Linked DNA regions of Mus musculus: all the other regions are linked to region 5. A link is a contact called in public ChIA-PET, HiChIP or PLAC-seq and promoter capture Hi-C data. All regions are on one chromosome and are shown on one strand. Each heading gives the region's core, a stretch centred on a gene start, on an enhancer-like site or on the middle of the called end of the contact. The rest is flanking DNA. Distances are from core to core; before and after follow the strand shown. Region 1 holds the start of Grin2d (glutamate receptor, ionotropic, NMDA2D (epsilon 4)). Region 2 holds the start of Nucb1 (nucleobindin 1). Region 3 holds the start of Lmtk3 (lemur tyrosine kinase 3). Region 4 holds the start of Josd2 (Josephin domain containing 2). Region 5 holds the start of Prmt1 (protein arginine N-methyltransferase 1).

What was found. Promoter capture Hi-C pulls out the DNA fragments that hold promoters and counts their contacts. ChIA-PET counts read pairs in DNA pulled down with a chosen protein or histone mark. HiChIP or PLAC-seq counts read pairs in DNA pulled down with a chosen protein or histone mark.
Region 1: an H3K27ac HiChIP or PLAC-seq map of thymic regulatory T cells shows a contact between it and region 5, with 4 times the contacts expected there. The contact joins the promoter of Grin2d here to the promoter of Prmt1 in region 5. A contact is called at or near these places in 2 of 39 promoter capture datasets (frontonasal cranial neural crest and liver), 1 of 115 datasets of contacts at active chromatin or transcription factors (thymic regulatory T cells) and 2 of 9 other capture datasets (adipose tissue and liver).
Region 2: an RNA polymerase II ChIA-PET map of memory CD8 T cells shows a contact between it and region 5, with 16 read pairs. The contact joins the promoter of Nucb1 here to the promoter of Prmt1 in region 5. A contact is called at or near these places in 4 of 39 promoter capture datasets (erythroid cells, maxillary cranial neural crest, neural stem cells and 1 more), 1 of 484 Hi-C or Micro-C datasets (LSK cells), 3 of 115 datasets of contacts at active chromatin or transcription factors (memory CD8 T cells, microglia and thymic regulatory T cells) and 3 of 9 other capture datasets (adipose tissue, liver and pancreatic islet).
Region 3: a promoter capture Hi-C map of liver shows a contact between it and region 5, with 4 times the contacts expected there. The contact joins the promoter of Lmtk3 here to the promoter of Prmt1 in region 5. A contact is called at or near these places in 2 of 39 promoter capture datasets (frontonasal cranial neural crest and liver) and 1 of 115 datasets of contacts at active chromatin or transcription factors (astrocytes).
Region 4: a promoter capture Hi-C map of neural stem cells shows a contact between it and region 5. The contact joins the promoter of Josd2 here to the promoter of Prmt1 in region 5. A contact is called at or near these places in 1 of 39 promoter capture datasets (neural stem cells), 1 of 115 datasets of contacts at active chromatin or transcription factors (embryonic stem cells) and 1 of 9 other capture datasets (liver).

The regions. Positions count from the first base shown.
Region 1 is chr7:45,865,380-45,868,100 of GRCm38.p6, forward strand. Grin2d (glutamate receptor, ionotropic, NMDA2D (epsilon 4)) reads right to left here and starts at 1,302. Exons shown (of 12, transcript NM_008172.2): 1 at 733-1,302. The coding sequence starts at 1,188.
Region 2 is chr7:45,508,992-45,511,691 of GRCm38.p6, forward strand. Nucb1 (nucleobindin 1) reads right to left here and starts at 1,417. Exons shown (of 13, transcript NM_001163662.1): 1 at 1,332-1,417; 2 at 715-856. The coding sequence starts at 846. It also overlaps a transcript of Tulp2 not described here.
Region 3 is chr7:45,783,922-45,786,621 of GRCm38.p6, forward strand. It overlaps Lmtk3 (lemur tyrosine kinase 3), which reads left to right and starts at 1,426. Exons shown (of 15, transcript NM_001290990.2): 1 at 1,426-1,760; 2 at 2,530-2,663. The coding sequence starts at 1,685. Gm5897 (predicted gene 5897) reads right to left here and starts at 546. Exons shown (of 2, transcript NR_153811.1): 1 at 1-546.
Region 4 is chr7:44,466,538-44,469,237 of GRCm38.p6, forward strand. It overlaps Josd2 (Josephin domain containing 2), which reads left to right and starts at 1,443. Exons shown (of 5, transcript NM_001205071.1): 1 at 1,443-1,653; 2 at 2,270-2,432. The coding sequence starts at 2,287. Aspdh (aspartate dehydrogenase domain containing) reads left to right here. Exons shown (of 7, transcript NM_026690.1): 3 at 1-18; 4 at 127-276; 5 at 348-568; 6 at 642-796; 7 at 1,106-1,214. The coding sequence ends at 1,149.
Region 5 is chr7:44,985,134-44,987,833 of GRCm38.p6, forward strand. It overlaps Prmt1 (protein arginine N-methyltransferase 1), which reads right to left and starts at 1,287. Exons shown (of 10, transcript NM_001252476.1): 1 at 1,150-1,287. The coding sequence starts at 1,185. It overlaps Gm15545 (predicted gene 15545), which reads left to right and starts at 1,767. Exons shown (of 2, transcript NR_045266.1): 1 at 1,767-2,237.

The DNA of each region.
Region 1 (2,721 bases), core at 52-2,551, 880 kb after region 5:
TTGAGCACTAGCAGGGTCCTTGGGCTTGGCCTGCTTCTCATCAGTCCAACTCTCAGAATGCATGGCTCTGCTCTCATTCCTACACCTCTAGGCTCCAAGCCTCCAGCTAAGCCTCCCACCATGCCCTCCTTCAGCACCTAGTTCTCTTATCCTATGGTTCCCATCTCTGCCTTCCTGGACACTAGACTCCATCTCTTTCTGAACCCCATCCCTTTCCAACTGACTCTTCCCCTCATTGGTCCAAGAGCCATAACTCTAGTTTCTGACCTTGTCGTCACTCATTAAATCTATCTCTTCTGCCATTGGCTTTTCCTCAATCCTCATTGTAACCCACCTCTTTCCTGATTATTGATCTGACCCTTGTAGGTGACCCCTGAAAGGTGCTGTGAACCCCATAGAGCACATCTCTTCAAATCAGACTCCTCACTGTATAGACTTGACTTTTAACCACCAACATGGAAACTGACCAACGGACGGCTCCACCCCCTAGTTACTGTCTCCGTCCTTACAACCCCCCCCCCCCATCTTAATACAACCCGCCCCCCAAGTTATCATAGGTCCCGCCTCTCAAAGGTCTTTCCCTTCAGCCTACGCAGGCACTGCCCCTCGACGAACCTCCCGCCTCAAGTCAATCAAAACTACGTCCGATCCAAGACCCCGAGCCGCAAGGCCCCGCCCCCGAGCCGCAAGGCCCCGCCCCCGAGGCGGCCCGTCCCCCGCGGTCGCGCGCACCTTGGGTGTGAGTACGAGCGCGGCGCCGCCGTGCACGGCCACGATGGGCAGCGAGGTCTGCGCCGACAGGAAGTCGAGAATGGGCGCGACGGCGGGCGCGCGCGAGTCGTCCTCGAACACCACGCCGTGCACGCGCAGCCCCGACAGCAGGTCGCAGAGCTGCAGCACAAGGCTGCGAGGGTCGGAGCCGTTGAGCACCAGCGCCACGGGCCGTACGTCCAGGCCCGGGCTGCGCACTGCCGCCGCCACGGCCGGGCCCAAGCGCGCCGCCTCGGCCGCGTACGCCGGGCCAGAGAAGACCAGCGCCACGTTGAGCGGCCGCGCCCCGCCCGTGCCCCCGCCGGCCGCGCCCGGCCCCGGCACCTCCTCCGGGAACGGGCTGGCGCACGCCAGCGCCAGCAGCAACAGCATCTTAGCGGGGCCCCGAGGGCCGCGGGGGCCACCGGCGCCGCGCATCGCCTGCGGGCCCCGCCGGGCGGCCTCTGCGTGGACGGGAGGCGAGGGCAGAGCCCGAGGGGAGACACGGGAGAGACGGGGCGAGAGGGGAAGGTTGGGTGATGGAGAGAGGGAGGGGCCGACACGGAGGGAAACAGAGATGAGGGACAGAGATAAGGGAGAACGAGACAGAAGGAGGAGACAGAGATCGAGAAACAGAGATAGGGAAGGCGACAGAGACAGTGAGACCCAGATAGTGAGGGAGATGCAGAGTCAGGATGAGAGGGGAAAGTTGGGTGAGAGAAGGCGCGGCGGCAGAAGCATAGAGGGAGACAAATGAAGAGAGGGAGACGGGAAGAAATGGAGAGACAGAGAGGGAAAGAGGCAGGAAAGAGACATACAGAGACCAGAGACAAGAAGAGACAGCGGGAAAGGCAATGGAGGGAGTGGAAGGGAAAGATGGAACCCAAATAGAGGGAGGGGTGGGGGGGTGAGATGAAGGAATGAAATGTGGGAACCAGGAGGCACAAAGGCGGGAGGGGGTGAGTAATGGGGTCAGGGAAGATGCAGAGGTAAGAGGTGGGGGGAGAAGGCAGGCATGGAAGGGGCAGTGATCGAACAGATGGGAAAGAGACCCAGAGATGGGACAAAGACCAGGAAAAGAACGCCAGTGAGAGCAAAGGAGAGGGGGACAGCGAGAGAGATGGTCAAGGAGAGGGGAAAGAGTGAAGAGAGATGAAAGGCCAGGCTCACGGGGACACAGACCCAGGAGAGGGAGCACAGGAGAGGGAGCACGGCAGAGGATGGTAGTGAGGCAAGGAGAGATGCAGAGAGAAATACAGGGAGGCGGAGAGATGAGAAAGTTGCGGGGAATAGAAAGCAAAGCAGAGACCCACAGTCACCCAGAGTCAGGCACACACCAACCTCAGGAAGAAGGAGTGGAGATGGAGAGAGGCAAGCAGAGCGAATGGAATACAGAGAAGACAGAAATAGCAAGGCAAGGCGAAGCCCCAGACCCCCACCCGGGAGGTGCCCAGCACACATAAAAGCAAGGCAGAGGCAGGTGGCAGAGGAAATGGAAAGAAAAGGGCGAAAGTAAGGGGGAAACGGGAGAGGAAAAGGGGTCAGGTGTATGGGGGAGAGAGAAGGAGAAATTAGTTGGGTATCCAAGGAGAGACAATGCCCACCACCCTAAGCCATTCTTAGCCCCTCCTCCTGTCCCTGCCCCCCTCGTTTTCATTCTTGATGAAACTGAGTCACAGGCCAGTCTTGGGGTTGGGGGCACAGCTGTGGGGAGCTGGGGGGGGGGGTTGTCCCTGGCTTCCAGCCCAGAGCAATTTAGTAAATTAAAGGAAGAAGAGTGTTGCCTCCAGTGGCCCCTGTTGAATACTAGTTGCCTGGGGTGGGTGGGCCAGGATCCCAGGCTTCTGGGTACTAGGTTTGAGGAGGAGCCCTGGGGGCCTGATCTCTGCTCACATAAAGCTCCAAGGACCTGCACTGGGGGCTTCCTGAATGGGCCAGGGTCCAGATACAGAAGGGTTCTCTCTTGGCCGT
Region 2 (2,700 bases), core at 167-2,666, 520 kb after region 5:
GCCTGGTTTTCTCTTCCATCTCCCTCCTGGAACCTGCAAAAACTTACAACTTGTCTGCTCTATTATTTTCCTCTGATACAATGGTTTTCAGGCTTCAAGATTTCACAGAGTTGAGTACTAACGCCTGGCAGGAGGCCTCGCTACACAGGAGCTGGGAACAACCTGTCTCAGGAGGTAACAACAGCTTGTATTGCTAGGGAGAGCTACAGGAAGAACCAGGCCATAAATCAGGGACCTGGAGTTTGAAAGTTTGGACTCTCTGGGAGCAAAGATTTCACAGAGCTCAATAATACTGGCATGAGTAAACCAGCAGTTCCCGTGTCCTTTTCCCACTTAAACTACACTGCTCGTGAGCTCCGTGAAGCAAGAATGCCCTGCTAGGTGGTAGCATCCAGCTGCTGACGGTGCTACTGGGAAATGTGGTTTTCAGGTTTTCTTCATTCCTTGTTAAAGAGGGTCTTAACGATCAGAGGGGAAAGTTTAGATGAGGGTGTGACACAGGTTTTCATTTGGGATCTGTCTTGATTTCCACATCTCAAAGGTCACTGCCCCCAGGTCTGCTTGCAAGTCTCACACACTCACTATGGCAAAGGAAGGCGGGTAAACGACACGCCTCAGCGTATCAAACAGGGGATCCCTTGGAGTTTTCTCCAGGGCCCTGGGGATGGCAAGCACCACTGCAAAGACGCCAGCGACCAGGGCAGGGCTACTCACCGGGGTCTCAGTGGCCTGGCTGTCCTCCTGAGGAGGTGCTGCGCGGTCCACGGGCACTGCCAGCACAGCAGACAGCATCAGTAGAGGTGGTAGGAGAAGAAAAGGGGCCCCGCGGGGCACCGAGGTAGGCATCGTGGCTGGTCTGTGAGGAGAGATGGAGAATGAGGTTTTTTTCTTGTTTTGCTACGGTTTTCTGAGCTGTGTATTAAGTAGCCTAAGTTGGCCTTGAATTCCTGACCCTCCTGACTCTCCCTTCCAAGCGCTGGAATTACAGGCGTGTAGTACTATCCCTGGCTAAGGATGTCCCAACCCCGTATCCGGTTGGGGAAGCGAGTGTGCACGCCACCCGATTTGCAAAAATGAAGACTCCAAGCGTTTAGTCACCTGGAACCCAGGATGCCAGGCCTCTAACAACCCCGGACGCCAGGCCTCCAGCCTCCCTTTCCTGGAGCGCAATCCGCAGACCCTCATTCCGGCTCCCTGAGTAGGGGAATCCTCCCCCGAACCGTGATTCCAGGCCCCTAACCTCCCCTTCTGCCGGGACCGCCGAGGCCTGACACTGGACAAGTATCACGCGCTCCAGCCCCTCTTGCCCACGGCTTCTGAACCCCCCTCACCTCTCCAGTGCTGAGGGCGTTTTTTAAGGCCAGCAACCTCCGCCAGGTTTCTGGCGATTTCTCTCCTAAGTCACGCCCACTTTTCCACCCGCAGAGAGCCCGCCCCCAGAATACTGATTGGTCCACGCTGACTCTGAGCTTCCGCCCGCGTTAACGGCCCCGCCCCTTTCCGATGAGGTTTCCTTATCTTTGAAAATCTTTCCGGTTTTCTTGGACGCTCACAGTCTTCAACGCAACATTTCCTGCGTCCGTTTTCAAGTAAAACTCAAAGCCCTGCATGCCCAGGGATTGGGGGAGGGGGTGAGACAGGACAACTTTTGCGGACATCTTGCCGCGGTGTCTCTTGGGAGTTGTAGTTTTCTCGTTTAATTTCGCTCCACAAGTTCCTGCAAGTGTTAGGAAACTACATAGCATATGATCATTATTTTTTAAACAGAGTCTCACTGCATATCCCTAGATGGAGCTCTGTGTAAACCAGGATGGCCTAGAGGTCACAGAGATCCTTGTGCTGAGAATAAAAGTAGGTAATACACACAAATGAAAGTGAAGAAGCTGCGAATACCTGATTCTGTCTCCTAGTTTTCCACTTGCAATCATATACTTAGGTACCTTTAAAAAAAAAAATCTTTGAAGGTAACTTTTTTGTTTGTTTGTTTTTCTTTTTTTTAAGTTAAAAAAAAAAAGATTTATTTATATGTGAGTACACTGTCTTCAGACACACCAGAAGAGGGCAACTAATCCCATTACAAATGGTTGTGAGCCATCATGTGGTTGCTGGGAATTGAACTCAGGTCCTCTGGAGGAGCAGTCACAGCTCTTAACCGCTGAGCCATCTCATCAGTCCTGAGGGTAATTTAAAAAAAAAAAAAAAAGATTTATTTGCTTATTTTACATATACAAGTACACTATAGCTGTCTTCAGACACATCAGAAGAGAGCATCAGATCCCATTACAGGCAGTCGTGGCCACTATGTGGTTGCTGGAAATTGAACTCAGGACTGCTAGTAGAGCAATGAGTGCTCTTAACCACTGAGCCATCTCACCAGCCCCTACTTTGGTATCTTTTGACTCCATGGAAAAGATATCTGTCTTAGTCACGCAGCCTCTTTGTGATTTCAGAAAACACTTCCCAGAAGATGTCACCTCAATGGTGCTGGTCTCTTCTTAATCACAGATAACTTTTTAGCTCCAGCTAACAAGCATCAATAGTCCCAGTAATGCAAAGTTTTCGCTTTAGTAGTTCTGGTATCTTGTTAATCACAGCTGATTCTTCAGCCCCAGCTAACCAGAACCACAGAAGCTTCACAATCAAAATAGCAGTGGCCCTGATAAGAGTCTTTAATTTTCCCTCTGAAATTTCACAAGCCAG
Region 3 (2,700 bases), core at 176-2,675, 800 kb after region 5:
CGCAGGTATTCCTGGACCATGGAGACATCCTCGCCGAGGGCGGCAGTCCGCGCTTCCGGGTGTGTCTGCAGTTCTGTGTGCCGCCGCGTAGGGTGGGACCCCGAGACTGCAGCCTGGCACGTGATGTGTGTGTGTGTGTGTGTCTTGTCTGATGTGTCGGTGTCCCTGACGGCCAGGTTCCAGCCTTACCTCTGCCTATCCCCTGTTCTGTGCATGGGGCAGGTGACTGCCCCTCTCTGTGCCTCAGTTTCCTTACCTATACATTGGGCATGAAAAAAGAACCTGTCTTGGGGGCTGTTGTAATGATTGGAAGGTAATACTGTAAATCTTGGGAAACGCCTGGCGCAGAGTAAATCCTGCCAAGAATAAATACATGAAATAAACTACGCTTATGCATCTTTTGTGCCCATGTGTGTTGATGTCTGTGGTGTGAGACTGCAGTGGATAAGGAGTCCTCATAATCACGTCTAAAGAGTGTGTCCATTCATGCTGTCTATTTAGGTAGGTGGTGTGCCTTTGTGTGTAATACGTGTGCACAGGGCATGTTTGTACCCGTTCTATATTTGTGTTTTTGCATAAGCTATGTAGCTCTGCATGTATGAACCGTGTGTTCCCGTGTGCATGTATGTGATATGCATTTGTCCCTGAAGGTGAGCAATGTGCAAACCCCGTGCCTGCATACATGCATGTGTTGTTTCTGTATGCTCCATATGTGACTGACAAGCCTGTGTCTGTGTGCATGCAACTGGCTTTACGTGTTTGAGTTAGTGATTTCTGTGTGTTCTTTGTTGCCTGTGTGGAATATCAGTTTATGACAGCATGCCTCCTCATGTCCCAAAGGGTCTGAATGGATCTTTGTGATACCTCCCTATGTTTGGAGCTCTGTGTTGTATGTGTGCGTGTGCGTGTGTGTTCATGTGATGCTGGGTATTCCTGTGTGGCTGGGTGAATCTGTACCAACCAGAGTCTGGACTGCCTATGCATTCTCAGTGTGGTCTGTCCCTGTGTCTTTGTGTGTGACGTGTCCTTGTCTCCGTTTGCTGATGGCTGTCCACCTTTGTATGAGAGGCGCTTGTGAAGGTTCCTGTGACATGTCTCAGCTGTGTGTGGGCTGCGTGGGCTTGCTATCTGCATCTTAGCATGTAGCACACGTGTGGGCACCAGTGTTGTGTCACAGTGGTGTCAGGGCCACGCACTGTGGACCCTGCCCCCCTCCAAGGGTCTGTTGGTCTCTGTCTGTCCCTCCTCCCCCTCCCTATTCTCCCCTCCCGCCTGGCAGCCAATGCAACCGGGAACCAGTTGCCATGACAACGCTCCCTCCTTCCTCCTCCCACCCTTCCTCTGACAGGCTCTCTGCTCCCCCAATCCCGATTGTCCTCGGGGGCGGGGCCCTCGTTCTCTCCCCCCCCCATCTTCCCCTCCCCCCTACCCCAGCAACCCCGGCTCCCCAGCTCCTCTCCTCCGTCCGCCTCTCCATCCCTTCATCCGTCTGTCCTTTCGAGGAGGGGGAGGGGGGTATCAGAACCAGTAAGCAACCCCTCCCTCCCCCTGTCCTGCATCTCCCGCCCCTCTCCTGGGCTGAGGGAGGCCAGGGTTGAGCGGGTCCCCATGGCTGGGGGCTGAGGGCCCGCCCCCCCTCCTCCCCAGCCGCCGATTCCTCCACCTCCCTTCCATCCTGGACAAGATGCCTGCACCCGGCGCACTCATCCTCCTGGCGGCCGTCTCCGCCTCCGGCTGCCTGGCGTCCCCAGCGCACCCGGGTGAGTATGTCCAGCCGTCCGCGGCCCGCGCCCCACCCCCACCGGGTCCGCCCGGCACCTGTGCGCAGTCCCTGGGGACCAACGGGTCTGCAGGGCCAGGGAGACCAGCCAGGGCGGGTGGGGAGTGGGCTGCGGGCCGAGTGCGTGCTTGTGAGCGTGCATGTGAGCTCATGTGCACGCGAGTGCACACGGGTGCGCGGGGAGATGGAAGGCCGCGGCCTTTGGGAAAGAGAGAGACCCTATTTCTAAGGGGAACACAGCTGAGGCTTTGCAGAGACCCCTCCCTCAGGTCTGAGGCTGAGGCTAGAGAACAAGTCTGTGTTCCCTGTGTCTTTAAAAGAAACAGTTCTCAGTCACCCTTCAGGCGTGGGGTGGGCAGTGCGTTCAGCTCGGGGCAAATATCTGCCAACAGCCTGCTATTGGGGGAATGATGGTCATGAAGCTGTCTATGGTAGCATATTGTAAATTCTCAGAGCTCCAGGCCTCACTATTGCTGGTCACTGGAATGTATCCGGGTTACGGGATGCGTTTGGGGTGGGGGGTGGGTCCCAGTTTGAAACGATAGGAGGGACCCCACCCCCAACCACCTGGGAAGACCTTAAACTACAACTCCCACAATACGTTAGACCACCTGGCTCCCCTGCCAAGGAGCCCCTGGATTCGGAGCATCATGGGGGTTGTAGTCCAAGACTAGCCTAGGATGGGAGGGGCATGAGTCCGGTAGCCAGTGTCTTGAAGCCCAGACCCCAGCCTAGCCTTATGCCCACAGATGGATTCGCTCTGAGCCGGGCCCCTTTGGCTCCGCCCTACGCTGTGGTCCTCATTTCCTGTTCGGGTCTGCTGGCCTTCATCTTTCTCCTCCTTACCTGTCTGTGTTGCAAACGGGGTGATGTTCGTTTCAAGGTGAGGTGCCCTAGGACTAACCTGGGAGAAAGACCCC
Region 4 (2,700 bases), core at 193-2,692, 520 kb before region 5:
CGCCATGCAAACCTCCTGGTGAGCCTCCTTGCCCCTCAGTGAGTCCCTCTCTGTGTTGGCTGCATCCCACCCTCCAGCAGTAATCTGGGTCTTGGCCTTGCCTCTCTCTACCATCCGTGTCCCAAGGTGGGATCCCCCTCAGCTCTGGCTGACCAGACCACAGAGCAGCAGCTCCTGGAGGCTTCAAAGCGCTGGGGCCACACTGTGTTTGTGGCCCGAGGGGCCCTATGGGGCAGTGAAGACATCAGCAGACTGGATGCAGCCGGAGGCCTCCAGGTGAGGACTGTCTGGGCTGCCAGACGGAACATGTAAGAGTCTCAATCTCCTGACCCTGCCATTGCTTCCAGAGCCTTCGAGTCACCATGGCCACACATCCTGATGGCTTCCGGCTGGAGGGACCCCTGGCTGCAGCCCACAGTAGTGGGCCCCGCACAGTGCTCTATGAGGGCCCTGTGCGTGGGCTCTGTCCCTTGGCCCCCCGAAACTCTAACACCATGGCAGCTGCTGCCCTGGCTGCCCCCAGTCTAGGCTTCGACCGTGTCATTGGGGTGCTTGTGGCTGACCTTAGGTAAGCACAGGGCGTAGGTGGCACAGCTGTGTACACTCCGGGTGGACTGACTGCACTTCTCTGCCGGCTGCAGCCTCACCGACATGCACGTGGTGGATGTGGAGCTGCTAGGACCCCCAGGGCCTTCAGGTCGCAGCTTTGCCGTGCACACCCACAGAGAGAACCCAGCCCAGCCTGGCGCTGTCACCGGCTCTGCTACTGTTACAGCCTTCTGGCACAGCCTACTGGGTGCGGCAGGCCCCTCCAAGGGTCCCTTGGCGTTTGTGCTCGGCAGAGCTCACATGTTGGGTGTCCCAACCCCAGTTTTCTGTCTTTTCTCATTCTTAGTTCTCACTCCCAGGCTCTATGAGCCTCTCTTTCCCCGCCCCGCTTTCTCTCAGCATCTGGGTCCCCCTCTAGGTCTCTACATCCACATGCCACATCTCTTTCTGAGTATCCTCCTTGACTTGTACCACATTACCTTTTCCAAAACCCACGTCCACCATGGCCACCTGCATGTGTCTGTGTTGTCATCCTAGTTTTTCATTCTCCCCACAGGCTGCTGTCAGCTCACCTCCAGACCTGGGATCCACCTCTGCTGAGTCTCCTCCCCTACTACCCTTACTGTCATATTGACAACTATGGGTCCCAGTAAACATCAGAGTTCAGCCCACTGTTCTCTTTGGCCTCTTTGGTTCCTTGTCCCCACCTCTATGTCGTCACGCTTCAGCTACACACTGAGTATGACGCCATAGCAGCAGCGTGCGAGCTCATACACAAACCAGCCCCCTGAAAGCTATCGCGAGATCACTCGTTACCACAACTCCCAGAAACCTCTAGGCAGCAGTGAGCCCTGGGAGAGAACGAGAACTGGCTGCTTTGTCCGATGGGAGTTGTAGTCCCACGCGGCAGAGCAGCCCCGGAGGACTTCCGGACTGCGCGTCCTATTTAGACGCCCTACGGAGGCCTTCGGGAATCGCAGTTCGGCGCGCGCAAGTCGCCGGGAGCTGTAGTCCCTTTCGCCTGCTCAGTCAGCGTGCTACCACCCGGTCGCTGCCTAGGGAATGCGAAAGCGGTCGGTCCCGGGGAGCAGAAAGGCCGGCGGGGTGAGGGCCAGGCGGGCGACAAGCAAAGGCGGGTGGGAGTGTGCCTGGTTGCCAGGTGACAGGAAAAGGTGGGGGCTCCTGTTGCTTAGTAACTGGTAGAGGGCCTCGTTGCCAGGTGAAGGGAGGCGAGAACCCTGGTTATTGAGGAGGGGAAGTCTTTCGTTGCTAGGCGACCAGAAGAGACCCTGTTACCCAGAGACGGGAAAGGAGGAGTCCTCCATTGCTAGGTGATCAGAAAACGGACCAGGATACCCAGAGGGTGGGGTTGTTCTGTTGCTTGGGAACTAAAAAGGTATTGTTTCCTAGGGACAGAAGGGGTGGTAGTCCATTGCTAGGTGATGATGATCAGGACCCTTTTGCTTGGAGACATGTAGTGGGGGTGGGTCTCTATTGCCAGGTGAGCAGATGAGAGCCTCTACTCCCCCCACTCCCAGGACTGGGCTCAAAAGGTGTCTCTGTGCTCTGGAGACAGCCTGGGAAATAGGGTCAGGGCCTCACGGCCTCCTAAGCTAGCCCCAGTGCCCATCTCAATGTCCATTGCCCAGGGACCCAGGAATCTAGAGAACCGAATGAGCAAGATCCTAGGTGCCTAACACCTCCTTGTCCCACCCCGCAGCAGGAGCTGAGGAGGGCATGTCTCAGGCTCCGGAAGCAAGGCCGAGTCCACCCTCAGTGTATCATGAGCGGCAGCGGCTAGAGCTGTGTGCTGTCCATGCTCTCAACAACGTCCTTCAAGAGCAGCTCTTTAGCCAGGAGGCTGCCGACGAAATCTGCAAGAGGTGACTGCCATTGTTCCCCGCCCTGGAAGAGCAGGGCTCAGAGAGGCACGGGAGCCTTCCTGGGACCCTAGCAGGGCCAAGGCTCCGATCCAGGAGCTGTTGCCTGCCCTCCCACCTGCTGCTTCTCACAGCCTCAGCCCCAGCTTTGGCCTCAACCTCTCTTATCTGAGCCTCTGTCACAACCTCCCAGCTGTCTGTTTTTCTTCTCCTGGTCGTCCTACACACAGCCCCACAGCTGCTTGCCCCCTCCTCTGCTTCTATCCCTCTT
Region 5 (2,700 bases), core at 37-2,536:
AGAAGTCAAAAGAAAATGGCAAGTTCAAGGCCATACTCAGCTACAGGGTGAGTTCAAGGCCAAGCACATTTTTTTTTTTGAGGCAGGGTTTCTCTGTGTAGCCCTGGCTGTCCTGGAACTCACTCTGTAGACCAGGCTGTCCTTCAACTCAGAAATCTGCCTGCCTCTGCCTCCCAAGTGCTGGGATCAAAGGCGTGCGCCACCACCGCCAGGCTCAGGCACATTTGTTTAATTAAACTAAGTAAAAAGTAGACTGAGGAATACAGCTTAGGATCGAACAATCAACGATAAGCAGGTAAGCAAGGCAGATGCTAGAATTTCATTCTGTTTTGGGGGGAAATTAGGCAAAAAGGCGGAAATGTTCAAAAAGGGGTCCCTTGCCACATTCAAGTTGGTAAAAATGGAGCTCTGTGGAGGTTAAGGCCCATGGCCATCCGAACTCCTTTATCCCCCACCACTGACCTCTGACTATCCATCCACCCGAGGGCCCTCCCATGAAGGGGTGGGCTTGGGCCACGCCCCATGAAAAAAGACGCCCCTCTCACACGCCCATAGTGACCACGAGGGGGTGCCCGGCGACGGATCCGGATCTCCTCGGATGAGATTCCCCACCATCTCCTTAAAGAGAGGTCACAGGGCTATGCCCATCCCCCCCCCCCCCCCCCCCCGCTGCACAAGGCTAACACAGAGTTGGGGAAAGGGAGGCTGGGGACTGATGTTCTCAGGCCCCACGCGGGTGCAAAGAGCCCGGGCTGCATGGACATCCACAGCCGAGCCAGGGAGAGCGGGTGGCAACCCCTGGACCCCTTGAGTGCAGCCCAGGTCATCGGGCTGGGGGCGGGGCCTTTGTCCTGCACGTGGAGCCCACGGGGCCCCTCGAGGCGGCACACCCCCCTCCCCACGCTACTCTGCGAGACCACGTGCGGCCCGGCTGGAAGCGCCCCCGGCCCGCGACCACGTGCGACAGTCCTCGGCTCGGCTGCGGGTCCCAAAGCACCGAAAGCCGAGATCTCTCCCGTCACGATCGAACACATCCCCCGATGCGGACCAACGCGAAGCCAGGCACATCAAAAGGCCCCGTCCCCACAGTTCAGGCCGTGGGCCACCCGTCTCGCGCCGCCCCCGGGCCTAAAGAGCCCAGCTACTCACCTCCATGATGCAGTTCGCGGCCTCGGCTGCCGCCATCTTCACCCGAGTCCTCCGGCCTCCGAGACCCCCCCCTCTCTCTTTTCTCCCCCCGGCTCGACCGGGGACCGCCTTTTACCAGAGGGTCCTCAGCCCAGCCCCCGATACCCCGCCATAAGTTCTCATTGGTCTGTAAAGCCGTCCATCTGAGAGCTTCATATTTCAATTGGATGACAGACACGCCTATCAAACATAAAGTGCCCGCCCCCCTAGCGTTTAAAGGCCCGCCCCCTCCTGTCCGCTAGGAAGAGAACAACTGCCTGTCTGTCTCACCCAGCACGTGTGACGATTGGGTAAAATTCACCAGATCTTCCCGCCCCTTTCTGGCCAGCTCCGCCCTGGAGCTTCCCGGCGGGCTCCGCGCTAAGCGGACGTCTAGAAACTGACTTGTCTATCATTAAGCTAATCCCCTCCTCCCTCGTTGATATTGGCTGAGCCAAAGGTGACGTTCGCGGCTCTAACGCCACCCTGTTTAAGCGACAGGCCTAGAAGAAGAGGGGCCATTGGCCCATAAGGAAGCAGGCAGAGCTTTGGGCAGCAGCAACTGGCTCTTAGGAATGTCAATCATCACCATTCTGTGGATTCCTCTCCCCCATACCCCCTACCCCGGTCTTGGATGTTTTCTGGAGGAACTGGGGAGCGTGGGCGCGTTAAGTTATAGGGAAAACCCCAATTCCTGAGACGTGGATGAGGGCGCATTCTAGTCTGTGATTCCGAAACCAGCCATGATTCGCTGTGAGCTTCCCACCCCTGTGCTGGAAGGCGCCAAGTTCTGAACACCTGTGGCCTCCTCGTGGCCTCCAGGTCCTCTGCGGGAAACACCCAGCGTCCTTTGTCTGACCAACTCCTACACGTCAATCACCGGCAATTCGGACGCCACCTCTTCCAGGAAATTTCCCTGAATCTGCAGAAAGTTACTCCTTCCCTGAGGATGGATGTCAGTTGCTGGATTCGTGAACCTTCCCTTTGCCTTCAGTCCCACCAGTCTATGGTCCAAACATAAGATCCTTTAAACTCCCGTATGAGCCCTCCAGTGGGAGCTTCCGCATAAGGTACGCGAGCACATCTGACCTGTTTCCTTCCAACGCCTAACACTTACTTTGTATAGTGTGAGCATGCATTCGTGTGTGCCTTGCACGTATGGAGGTCACAAAGCAATGAACAGGAGTCCTTTCTCCCACGATGTGAGTGTAGGGAATTGAACACAAGTCGTCAGGCTTAGCGGCAAGCACCTTTACCCTCTGCTGCAGACCAACACTTACAATCTGGTAGATCTTTTGTTTGACTGATTCTCACTGTGCCTTGGGCCTGGAACTCGCCGTGGAGATCAACCTGTTTTTGTCTCCCAAGTGCTGAGATTTAAGGCCTATGAAAATCTTGCCCAGCCAATATGGTCCCCCTTTTTTTCCCGTTTTTCCTCGATAGTGTTTCTCTGTGTATCCTTGGCTGTCCTCTTACTCATAGATCCGCCTGCTTCTGCCTTCCCAAAAGGCATGCTTCCCACGCCCAGTTCAG